2 separate regions of the Sus scrofa genome follow, and region 1 is linked to region 2. A link is a contact called in public HiChIP or PLAC-seq data. All regions are on one chromosome and are shown on one strand. The core of a region is the stretch at or near the end of the contact, and the rest is flanking DNA. Distances in the headings are between cores, read along the strand shown.

Region 1 (6,188 bases), core at 3,342-5,841, 180 kb before region 2:
CACTGTGCCAGGCAGAGGATCAAACCCATGCCTCTACAGTGACTGGAGCTGCTGCAGTCAGATTCTTAAGCCCCTGCATCATAGTGGGAACTCCATATAAACTTTTCTCATAAAAGCATTTGATCTTCTTTCCCATAACAGCTTCCACTGTATTTAAATGAATAATTTTATTCTATTTTCTGCAGTCAAATTTCAATTAGTAGTAGTTGTAGAGAAAACAAATAAGATAGATGGCTGAAATGTACCAACAATTCCAAACCACATTTAAATCAACAATTTCAACCTTTCCTCCCACAGCTAAGTAATTTATCTACATTGTTAGGAAGGAAAAATGGTTGATTTGAGTTTCATCTCCTTTTTAGGTCTCTACAGACCCTGACAGAAATGAAATATAAAGTGCCAAGGCCAAAGAGAGAAGGTGAGAAGCATGTCCTCAGATAATCCCCCAGCAAAGGAGTCCGTACAGTGAGCCAGCCAAGGCTGAATTGACTCAGTAGATATAATCTGGCAGTAGCCTGATTTACATATCTGATGTCTCAGCCTGAGCTCCCAGTTGCCTTCGCTGTTGCAGTCATACAAAGAGCTTTTCTGTCACGTGAATATCTCCTAATGGATCTTATTTCCTTCCCACAGGTTTTAATCAAAAAGAATAGAGGACTTATCCAGATAAAGTCTGGCATGACTTTAAGCATTAGATGTGTCCTGAACAGGGGTGTGTAAAGTTGTCAGTTAAGATCAAAATCATTTATTTAAAACAAAACTTTACTCAAAGATGGAATACATTGCCTAACCTGTATGGGAAAAAAAAAATCTTCCCCGCTCAACAGGGAATTTGACTAATTGCCTACGATCATTGCAGAGTCAACATAAGTACTTAATGGTACTGAAAAGATGAGATTTCATCATATCATGACTCATAAACCCTCCATTGATTCTAATTTTCTCCTGAATTTTATCTGAACTCTTGGAACCAAAGAACTTTATATCTAGAAGTCACCTTAAGGACCATCTATTATGGACGATCCATTTTACAGATGAAAAAACTCAGCCCCAAACTGACTTGCCTTCAGCCACATGGCTATTTAAAGAAATAGTTTAGACTAAATTCAGGCATTCTTGAGGAGCAGATCTTATAAACCATTCTGCAATGCTAATATTATATTAAAGTGCAGAATTCCTATTGCAAATGCAAGTTGGTGATAAACATTTTACAAATTAGAAGTCACCGAGTGAAGCATCATGAAAACATATTTTTGTCATTTCTTCCCCCTCTAGGTCTAATTTGCAACACACATCAACCAATACAGGTATTCTTCCAATGAAACCTAGTAAGAAATGTACTTACTTGTGTCCACTGTTTTTTCAGGAAGGAGTTATTAAATTTAGAAGATCAATCACAAGAATATGTGGGTCAATAAAAAAAACCAGTCTACTTCAAATCTATTTAGTTTCCTCCCCTAAAGAAGACTGAAATAATTAATCTCCTACCTTCCATCTAATCAAAAAATTGGGTTTTAGTTCTTAGTTCTATAGTGGCTCAACTGTTCAGATTGTTTAAAATAAGACTTGAATTCTATTAAATTTGGTACATTTGAATATCTGATTATTGTTACAAATATATTTGCTAACTAGAATGTAGATAATTTCCTCAAATTTTTAGTTTACTTAAATATTTTAAGACAGATGGATAAAAAGCATTGTTGATAAATAGACATCTTTTGGTTTTAAGTAAAGTCAATCCTATAAACTGCTAATTTTAACTTGAATATTCAGAAATGCAAAGCAAACTCTGAGGATGCATGTACAATAATTCACAAAGAAGCCCCCCCACCAATTGTTGCTTATTGATGCATCTCTGATATCCAGTGTCCTTGGAACCCCTGTACCAAGTGGAAATGCTCCCAACCCTTAAGATGCTGACAGTTTCCCCAATTATACAGAAAAGATAACAGAAGACATTGCCACACCCAAGAGTAAAGTATAAAAAACATTTCAATGCATTAACGCATCTTTTTTTTTTTTTTTTTTTTTTTTCATTTTAGGGCAGCACTCATGGCACATGGAGGTTCCCAGGTTAGGGGTTGAATCCAAGCTGTACCTTCTGGCCTATGCCACAGCCACAGCAACTCAGGATCCGAGCCGCATCTGCGACCTACACCACAGCTCACAGTAATGCCAGATCCTTAACCCACTGAGCAAAAACAGGGATCAAACCTGCAACCTCATGGTTCCTAGTCAGATTTGTTTCCACTGCGCTACAACAAGAACTTCCTTTTTTTTGGTTTGTTTTCTAATGCATTTTATTTGCAAATAATCTGCTCTGGTTGAAAACATGCCAGTGAGCTGTTCCTTTTTTTCTGGATTCCATTATTATACAATGCAACATACTTTCAAAAGGCAAACTAATATGAAGTTCTACACAAATTTCACAATGAGAGTGATCAAAGGAGAGTCTTCTTGACTTTTCCAATTTCAATTTAAATTGCTTTCAACAAGTAAAACTACATTGGGGGGACTGTTGACAAACCTACAACTTTTTCCTATTCTGAGGCTCAGTGTATATTGGTAATAACACTGACAGAAGAGAATGTATTTGATCCAACCCATTATGTTTGGCTTAACTATGATATTGGCTAGTGTAAAGATTCCATTGCAAGAGTGATTAAAAATAGCAATGAGCTCTTTTGCTAGATTCCCAGTCATGCTAACACGATCAACTGCTCTCCAAATCACACAACTAAGTAAAGGATTAAATAACTCTTGACTCGTGTTCTCTAGATTGCTTTGATTTTATGTTCAGAAAATCTGTAGCTCTTAACCATAGTAAAGTTTTAACTTCTATGTTAATGTTAAACAGTTCAGCACAGAAGTCACCTTTGAAGAGTGCTTTGGGTTTATTTTTCACAGTTGCAAGCCCTTGTAACTATTCCACTTCTGGTTGCTATATTTAAAACACTAACTACTCAAAAGTGCTCACATTAATTTCAACACTTAAAAGGACCAAAATATGTTAGGCAATACTTCTTGACTATACAAGAAAAATCAGACAGGTGAGAATAGAAAAGTAAAAATTCAGGTATCTGAGGAAAAAATATGTAGATGTTCACCAATATTTTTCTCTCAAAACTATTTGCAAATAAAATTCTGCTGAGCATGGGGTGAGAGTCGGGGAGGGATTATATTACAAGTCTGTGAAAAGTCCATCATAAGGACTCAAGAGCCTAAGACCATCCAGCTTGGGACAAAAAACATCATCTTGTTCACTATCTGGACATTGTGTGTCTCTGCTCCTTCCACTTTTTAAATATAAATCTTGCTTTCCTATCAGGATTTCCCATTCCCCAAAGGCAGAAATTTTGCTTCATACCATTTCTTTCCCCCCAGAAACTTGCATAGTAACAGGTATCCAAAATGTGTTTGATAAGTTGACTAATCAAAATCCTAAAGACGCAGACAAAATGGTACATCAAAACAGAAAGGGTTGTGTTACAGATGGCAAATATAAATGTTCCCACCTCGATTTTACTTACATTTCTCTTGAGTCAAAGATCTGTCATGCTTTATACTAATGGCTATTTGTGCTGATACTTGTCTCTGTTTATTCGTCTCTGTACTGTGCAGAACCCACTAAAGTTCTTTACAGTTGGTATGCGTTGAATGTCGTAAACAAAGTCAATAAATGAATATTTTCTTAAAGTTTATTTTGCAAGAGGTTAGGACAAAGGGCTGGATTTCGATTGCTGGAGAGGGAATTATGGCTAGGAAGTCATTCAGGTGGTGTAGAATAGAAATACAAATGATGGAGAATGAAAAGTAGGTGGCAAATAAATCAGCTTGATAGGAGAGGGTTCAAATAGAAAGAAATGGGAGATGACGGTGGCAAAACAGACAGCACTGGTGGGGAAGGCTTTGCAAGGCTAGTTAAATACAAAAAAAAAAAAAAATAGAATTTGAGGATGATTATTCCCATTGTTGAGTTAGAAACAGGTAGTGACTAGATGGGGCACTAGTCAGCCTACTGAAAAATTCAGGTGGGAGAAGAAGAGAGCCTGTTGAAAACCTTGGCTACGTCAATGTAAGGAAATGGATACACATGAGGAAAGAAGCAATAGATCTCATTGATATTGAACTATAAATTTAAAAAGACCTTATTAATTAGAGTTAATATGGAGAGGGAGAAAGAGCACTTGAAAATCACTTGGAGGAACTGAGGACCATTGTCTTGGTTGTTATCTTTTGCAGTGGTCAGAAAAGGATGAATGGATACCTAGGGAATTAAAATATGAATGGTTTTTGACCTATTAAATTTCTATTGTTTGTTCTTGAGATACCAACATGATGTACTGCAATCAAATGTAGAAATGTGACTAAAGTAAAATTTTAAGGCTGATGCTGGAGGTGGGTTTTGAAAATAATGTAAAATGCATACACATAAAAATACCACTGTAGAAGGAAAAAATTCAAACTTTTTCAAACAGATTTTGATAATGTTCTGATGCAATTGCAAAGTATTTTCCAATGTCATCACCCACTATTACAACCTCGTGTTAAATGATGAGGAACATAAGTAGATTAACAATCATAGACTCACAGGCCTGGTTTAGACCTTACGAGGCTGCCTGCCTTGACCGTAAGCTACTGGAGCACAGGGGCTACTGCAGCATAACACAGGGCCTTGCACATGGGAGGAATTTACAAATCAAAATAAAATTAAACATCTCCATTCCTGGCTCTAACACTAGGCAACTCTTTTAGTAACTAATTTTTATTTTTAACAACCCAAAGATTAAGATTCATCCTAAGCAAAAAAGAAAGAAAACCTTACTTCTTATTTGTGAAACATAATTAGACCACCTTAACAGCCTTAAATGACTTAGCAGTGATTCAACTGTATTAACTATGTTACTGCATATTTCCTTAGAGAAAGTGAAAATCCACAGTGGGGAAGTGATGTTTCCTCTTTCAGAGACCAGAGGGACCCCCCCCCCCTCAAATCACAATACAGTAAAGGGATAAGTCACTTAGAAATGGCATTCTGACTTTAAATTAAGGTTTGGGGAGTCTCTGAAAAACTATCCTAATGACCTCAGAGCCACCAGAATGGCAGTGCAGCAAAGGAGTCCGACACCACAGCGCCCCTCTGTGTGTCTTTCATTTGGAAAGGAGGCAGCAAATCTACCTTCACTGTTTAGGGTCTGTTCTACTCACCTGAGGTTTTTGGTTTCAGTGGGGGTTTTTTGGGGGGGGAGATTGGGTTTTTTTGGTTGTGCCTAAGGCATGGAAAAGTTCCCGGTCCAAGGATCAAGCCCTGGCCACTGCAGTGATAATGCCAGATCCTTAACCCACCGTGCTAAAAATGAACTCCATGAGTTATTGATTAATAATGTTCTCAGTTCGCTTTAGTTCTTTTCAGAAGCTGTCACATCCCTCTGGCTGTGACATATGTTTTAATATCAGGAAAGTCACCTCTGCTTCCATTGCCCTAGATATCAGCCAGGCATTTATACAGCTACATTCCTATTCACAGCTTTGAGGGAGACTGTAAACAAGGCTGTTCTTAAGTAAAATTACAATTATTTAAACAACCCCACCCCCACCTTACCCAGACTTTGGAGACACTCGGTCATTAGGATGGCTTCCTCTCCCCAGGTAAAAACTTGCCATCCAAAGGTACAAATTACTGAGAACCAAATGTGTTCTTATTCACTGAGGGGTTTTTTTTTTTTTTTTTTTTTTAGTTTTTTGTTTGTTTGTTTGCATTTTTAAAAAGATAAAATGTCTTACCCTAAGGAATTGATTGCAGTTTTGAAATTTCAAGTACCAGTGAGCAGACAGAAGTCATATGTCTTAAACAAGATATGGAATGGAGGTGGAGCAGTGTGTTCTGAAAGTATGCCATGTAAATAAACCCACTCTATTATGGATATATTTGGCTTTTGATTCCTTGATACCAACACAGATGCTACAACAGAATTTTAATTGCAATATTAATATTAAAATGGCTTTTAAGACTAAATTTCTAAAACCTTCAAGAGGAAATATTTCCAAATATTAAATTAGCTAGTGTTTAGTAAGGAATAGGGGCGTCTCAGGTCACTAGTGAAAAGCTAAATTTAGAAGAAAAAAAAAAAAAAACCCATGCTGTTGAACTTAGGGTCAATGTCTTCTAGAATTTTTTTGTTTTATTT
Region 2 (5,825 bases), core at 1,521-4,020:
TCATCTGCTAGTAACCCCCTTTCCAATTCAGTGTTCCACCCAGCCCCTTGCCATGCCTTAAGCCTATTTCTCAAAGTGTAACGGGAAGACCATCCTAAACAGAACCACCTAGGGCCTCCCCTCGACCCTCTGAATTATGTTCTCTAGGCAATAAAACAGGGAAGGAAAGATCTTAACCAGCTCCCCCAGGTGATTCTTGGGAAATAATCACACATCCTTTCAGAACCAAGTCTCTCATCCTTGGTCAAGTTCCTCTGGATGCACTCAAGCAGGGAAGAAGGGCCACGCCATCCTTAGTGCCAGCACTGTCCCCATACACAAGTCTGTTGTTCACCTGACACAGCATTACGTTTCCACGCCTGTTTTCCCTTTGAGTCCATGAAAATGGGAAATGTTTACTATGTATTTTCGTATCGCCAGCCATCTACCATACTGTCTGACAGAGTAAGTGTTCAATATTTGCTGATGTACTGCAGCATTGTTCACATTAGGAAAAAAGATACCAAAACAAGCTTAAGCCCCATTATTTGCAACTACCCAAATTAATTACAGTGTAACCATCCAGTGGAAAGCTGTGCATTCATTAAAATGAATTTATGATATCAATATCATAAATTGATATTATTTATTGATTGGAAAGATACCCCAATCCTTCCTTTTCTTATAGCACAAAAGCAAATTGCAAACACAGTATAAAATTTTCTTAAAGAATATACACCAAAATGTTAACAGTGGTTATCTCTGAGTGGTGGGATTATGAACGACGTTTTTCTCTTCTTTATATCTATTACTTGAATTTTTCACAATCAGCGTGTATTTTTTTTTTTTTTTTTTTACATTTTAAAGCTATTCCTACTTTAAATGCTATGGAATGAGTGTCATTATAGTAAATGACAGCTTCACTTATTCAGCTTCCAAGGACAGGGATTTCCAAAGTTTGGCAATGTTCCAAAGGTTGGTGGTGTTGTTGCTAAGAAGAAGGAGAACATAAGAAATGAGTAGTCTTTAGCAACGGGCTCTCACCAGTGTTCCTTCTGTTGTCTGGGATTAAGAAAAATATTTTAATGTCCTTTAATATCTAATTACATAACACTTTTCTAATAAAAACTGTGGCTTCCAGTGGAAACAATTTTGACAATATCAATTAGCCTCAACCTAAAGAAACTGTCTGTTGTCAATTTTTTTTTTCAGTTGTGAAAATCAGCCTCCAGTCTCATCTCTCTTCCCCTGCTGGCTCTTCTCTCACTTTTCATAATGTTCACTGTCCAGGATGAATTTGTTAAATACTACATTTTACTTTATTTAGCATGATGCCAAAAATGGGTGTCCTAGCATTTTTGGATGTCAGTGACTTTCATTTATCATCACCAGTTTGGGGCACTGCTTCTGCTATGAGAAGGGACAATAAAAAGAAGGGAGAGATGCCTTCAGTCTTTTTTCTTCTACTATATGGGAAGCCTCCAAGCAAAAATTATTTCAACTAATGTTTTACATGAAATGAAGATGCTTTGAAGAAAAATAACTAAAACAAATAAAATTATACCTCTCACAACAAGAAAATCATGTCATCTGTTTTTTTTTTTCCATTAATTTCAATAGTCAACCTAAAGCAAAATCAACCCAAAGACACCTACAAAGAAAAAGAAAGAAATAATTTCAATTAGTCACCAATAAGATCTTATTACAGTTTGGATCATTTTGAATGTTTTAAATATTTATTCTGCTTGAAGAATAGCAACAGTAAAATCTGTATTATATAAATTAATCATATGAACACATTTCCAACTTGGGGTCTCCCAAAATGTCCTTACTACCTGAAAACATGAAGTAAATAGAGGAAAAAAACTTTAAAAGGCTTGGTAGAATGTTAAAATTTAGTAAATTTAAATATAATAATTTTTAAAGCCATTCTTTTTAACCTAGCTAAAAGTAATCTCTCCAAAAAGGCACAATGTGACAACTTTTTACTCCCTAGGTTCAAGAAATGTGGCTGCTCATTTGACAAGTTTAGAAGAAATGTAGCTATTGTCATAAACCCCAAACATGCAGACATGAAACCTATGCTTCCAAAACGTCACAGGAGATGAAAGGGGCTCTAAGCTAGGAGGGAGGAGAGACAGAATGAGTTCTTCCCTTTTGTACTGCAGTGACCACATGACTCAAGCTAGTTACTTTGCTTCTTGGAATTTCTAACTTCCTTATCTGTAAAAACAAGCACTGGGCTAGATGGTGTCTAGGTTCTTTCCAGACAAAAAAAATTAAGCTCTAATTCTACACATTCTTTCCATACATATACAACCTAAAAACATGATATTTTTATAATATATGAAAAACACAAATAAAAAAACTGACTTTTTGTAGATTTTTTCACTAAAATTTTGAAAAAGGAAAAAATGTAATTCTACCATGTTAATATCATTATTTCACTTTTCAATTTTAGTATCATCCTTTATTAGTCATTAGCATTATTAAACCATACCTTTTTTCCTCTCTAGTCACCTCTCTAGTTTTCCTAACTATTGAATCAGCAGGAATCATGAAATGAACTAAAGGCATAAAAATATCTGAGACATAATGATAATTAGTTTTGTTTTCCAAAAAAGTAATTGAACGCAGAAATTCCAACTTCCAAAAATATTACATTTCAATGTAAAAGATAGCTCACTTGTCAAATCCATAATAAAAACTATTATTCACTTAGTACTATTTATAGAGCACTTTCACATGCATGATGTTACCAAACCTTCATGACTCTGAGGAAGTACTATAATCATTCCCACTCAAAAGCTGAGGAAAGTGATCCTCTCTGACATGAAGTAATTGCCCAAGGTCACAAGGCTAGAAAGCACCAGATTCATGCCTCAACCTCCTGACTTTTTCTCTGAATCTCTTGCTCTCTCCCTGTGACATTCCACAAGTTCATAAATCTTTGTTCCAAATTAAGCACATTTTCATCTAATTTAAAGTCAGCAGTTGCTCCTAAACACCTTAAACAATTACTTGGGAACAAATATTTAAAACATATATGACAGAAAAGGGTTAATTTTGTAACTCAATGCATTTTGTGCCTTCACATATTAAAACAAAAAAAAAAGAAAGACCAACAACTCAATAGAAAATTAAAAGAGAAACTTTCTAGGAAGATGCATTAGGTTAATCTTGAGGCCTTGCCCAAGAAACTGGGATATACCTGTTTGAGAAATTTGACTTTAGAGAATATATGTTAACATCTTAGTAGAGGAGGTCTCATATGGGGTGAAGGGTATCAAAATCAGTATCAAAAAACTGGTATCAAATACTTTGTGATTTAATCCTCAGAATCATCTTTCTTTCAACAAGCTACTGAAGTCCTACTGCAGATACAGTCCCTTGCCCTCATAAAACTATAGTTTTTAGTTGTAATAGATACTGGAAAATTGCCTTCCAAAGAGATTTTAACCAATGCATTCTGTACTGATGTCATATGAGGGTACTTCTTTCTCCACACGGCAGTCATTTCAGCACATGACCAAATTCATTTTCTATCTGGATGGAGGTACGTCATGCACTGAATCAAAAATGATTAGATAGTGGGATGAGGGTAACATAGACATAAGTTTAGAAAGAATTAATTGGAGTTCCCATTGTGGTGCAGTGGTTAATGAATCCGACTAGGAACCATGAGGTTGTGGGTTCCATCCCTGGCCTTGCTCAGTGGGTTAAGGATCCAGCATTGCAGTAAGCTGTGGTGTAGGTCGCAGACACGGCTCAGATCCTGTGTTGCTATGGCTCTGACGTGGGTCAGCAGCTACAGCTCCGATTCGACCCCTAGCCTGGGGACCTCCATATGTCACGAGTGTAGCCCTAGAAAAGGCAAAAAGACAAAAAAAAAAAAAAATAGAATTACTTTAGTTAAGTGGTCAGTGAAGGCTTACATGAGGCAGGAATTTTTTGAGCTCTGAGACCCAAACTGTGGGAAGGGATTAGCCATGAAAAAATGGGGAAGAATGTTCCAGAACAAAGGTATGAGGCAGTGTTACCAGATTCAATGGGTAATAGTCAATGAACATGCCAAGCACTTTCAATCACAGCAGAAGCATTTATTCCTTGTAACAAGTAAGGAGACGAAGAGCACTGTCTCCCTGAACAGCAAGATCACGGAAGTTGTAAGTTAAGAGTGTGTGTGTTTTTGTGAAAGGGCAAGAGTAATCTCCCACATAGAGATGGAGTTCTAGATGTACTTACGTAGTGCAACAACATGCTCAAACATACATTGCATGTTCAAAAATGGTAATGATCCCTGTCCTTGCACTGGAGGTTTCAGCATTAAAATGAGGCACAGGTCACTCTAGGTTAACGAAATCCAGGCACCTCACTGAGCGAAGTCACGTGGATCAGCAAAGGTCAGTATCATCATTCCTTGGGTTCCAATTAATCTAGTGGTAGAGTGCTCCAGGGGGTTTGGATCCTGCAAAAGTACTCAAGGATGTGCTTCAGGCTGATCTTCACCTTTGAAACAAAACTAGTGGTCTTTATGACTGATTTATTATCATTTCTATGGTTACTTCTCTTGCTTGATAATAGTCTTTTGTTTCTGTATTCCTTGTTCTTTTCAAAGTCATTAATCACTGAAACCTATTCTTGTTCCACATGAAGACCTAGGAGGTCATATTTCATCTTTCTCCCAATTATCAGTAAAGAGAGCACAAACGAAGTCTGAAATTCACACTCTGGTTCTCAACCTAAGCTTGTCTCAACTTCTCTCATTGCCTGTTATTTTACTTCTAAAAGATATGACATAATGTGGTTTGACACACACACACACACACACACCCGTTCTTTATTACTGTCTCACTAACAGTAGCACATCCTTGGTACATTTATGGCCAGAAAGGTGGCCACTATGATTGGAGATAAGTTTAGAAAGGCAGGGGCCAAACTATGGAAGGCCTTACAGGACAAAGTAAGAAGGCAACATTTATTTTTATTGCAGTAGGAAGCTATTTGATGGTTTTAATCAGGAGAATGATATGATTTCACTTATTTTTTGAGAAAATTATTCTATTTACTGAGTTGTGATGTAGGTTGCAGAGGCGGCTTGGATCCCGCATTGCTGGGGCTCTGGCTTAGGCTGGTAGCTACAGCTCTGATTAGACCCCTAGCCTGGGAACCTCCATATGCCAAGGGAAGCGGCCCTAGATAAAGCAAAACAAACAAACAAAAAAAATAGGGAGAGAAGGGGAGGCATGTTCTGCTGTGAACATCGTGGCTGGGACCCCCAGTTGCCACCCAAAATGTATTTATCACATCTTCCTAAGTAACAAAACCCCAATTTGGTTGCAGCTAAAAGACTACATTTATCAGCCAAATCCTTCTACTGCTAAGTGAGGTTATACAGCTAAATTCTGGCCAATAAGAAAGAAGTGAGAGTGTTTATGACTCTAAAACAATTGAAAGAGTGCTAACTCAGCTAGGAGTTGCACCTTTTTTGCCTTATGTGCCATCTCCCTTCTTTCTCCCTGCAATGAGGACAGCTACAGCAGCCATGAGGTAACCTTCAGAATGGAACTCACATGCTGAGTATGGCTGATTAAGGAGTTTAAATGGACCCTGAATTGCTGGTGACTTCAGAGAGCAGACACACCCAGTGCTGGACTGTTTATCTCCAGGCTTAAGTGGAATAAATCCTGTGTGTTTTCAGTTATTTTGAGTTTTCTGATCATGCAGTCACACAAAATCCTGACTGAAAAACCCTGACATAAAGATAGATATGATATACTTACTGAATATCCCAGTTAGTAGAGTCCCTATTTTAAGGATGAGAAAGCTGAATGTCAAGGAAGTTA

What was found. HiChIP or PLAC-seq counts read pairs in DNA pulled down with a chosen protein or histone mark.
Region 1: an H3K27ac HiChIP or PLAC-seq map of alveolar macrophages shows a contact between it and region 2. The contact joins two enhancer-like sites. A contact is called at or near these places in 2 of 2 datasets of contacts at active chromatin or transcription factors (alveolar macrophages and skeletal muscle).

The regions. Positions count from the first base shown.
Region 1 is chr15:101,888,069-101,894,256 of Sscrofa11.1, reverse strand. All of the region lies in intron 3 of PLCL1 (inactive phospholipase C-like protein 1), which reads right to left. Among named protein-coding and RNA genes, the nearest start is that of PLCL1, 270 kb to the right of the region's middle. Within about 2 kb of position 4,591, at least 3 of the 83 cell types and tissues checked have an H3K27ac peak or open chromatin away from gene starts, as enhancers often do. A contact at or near this core is called in alveolar macrophages, where this site is marked.
Region 2 is chr15:101,709,131-101,714,955 of Sscrofa11.1, reverse strand. All of the region lies in intron 1 of PLCL1 (inactive phospholipase C-like protein 1), which reads right to left. Among named protein-coding and RNA genes, the nearest start is that of PLCL1, 88 kb to the right of the region's middle. Within about 2 kb of position 2,770, at least 1 of the 83 cell types and tissues checked has an H3K27ac peak or open chromatin away from gene starts, as enhancers often do. A contact at or near this core is called in alveolar macrophages, where this site is marked.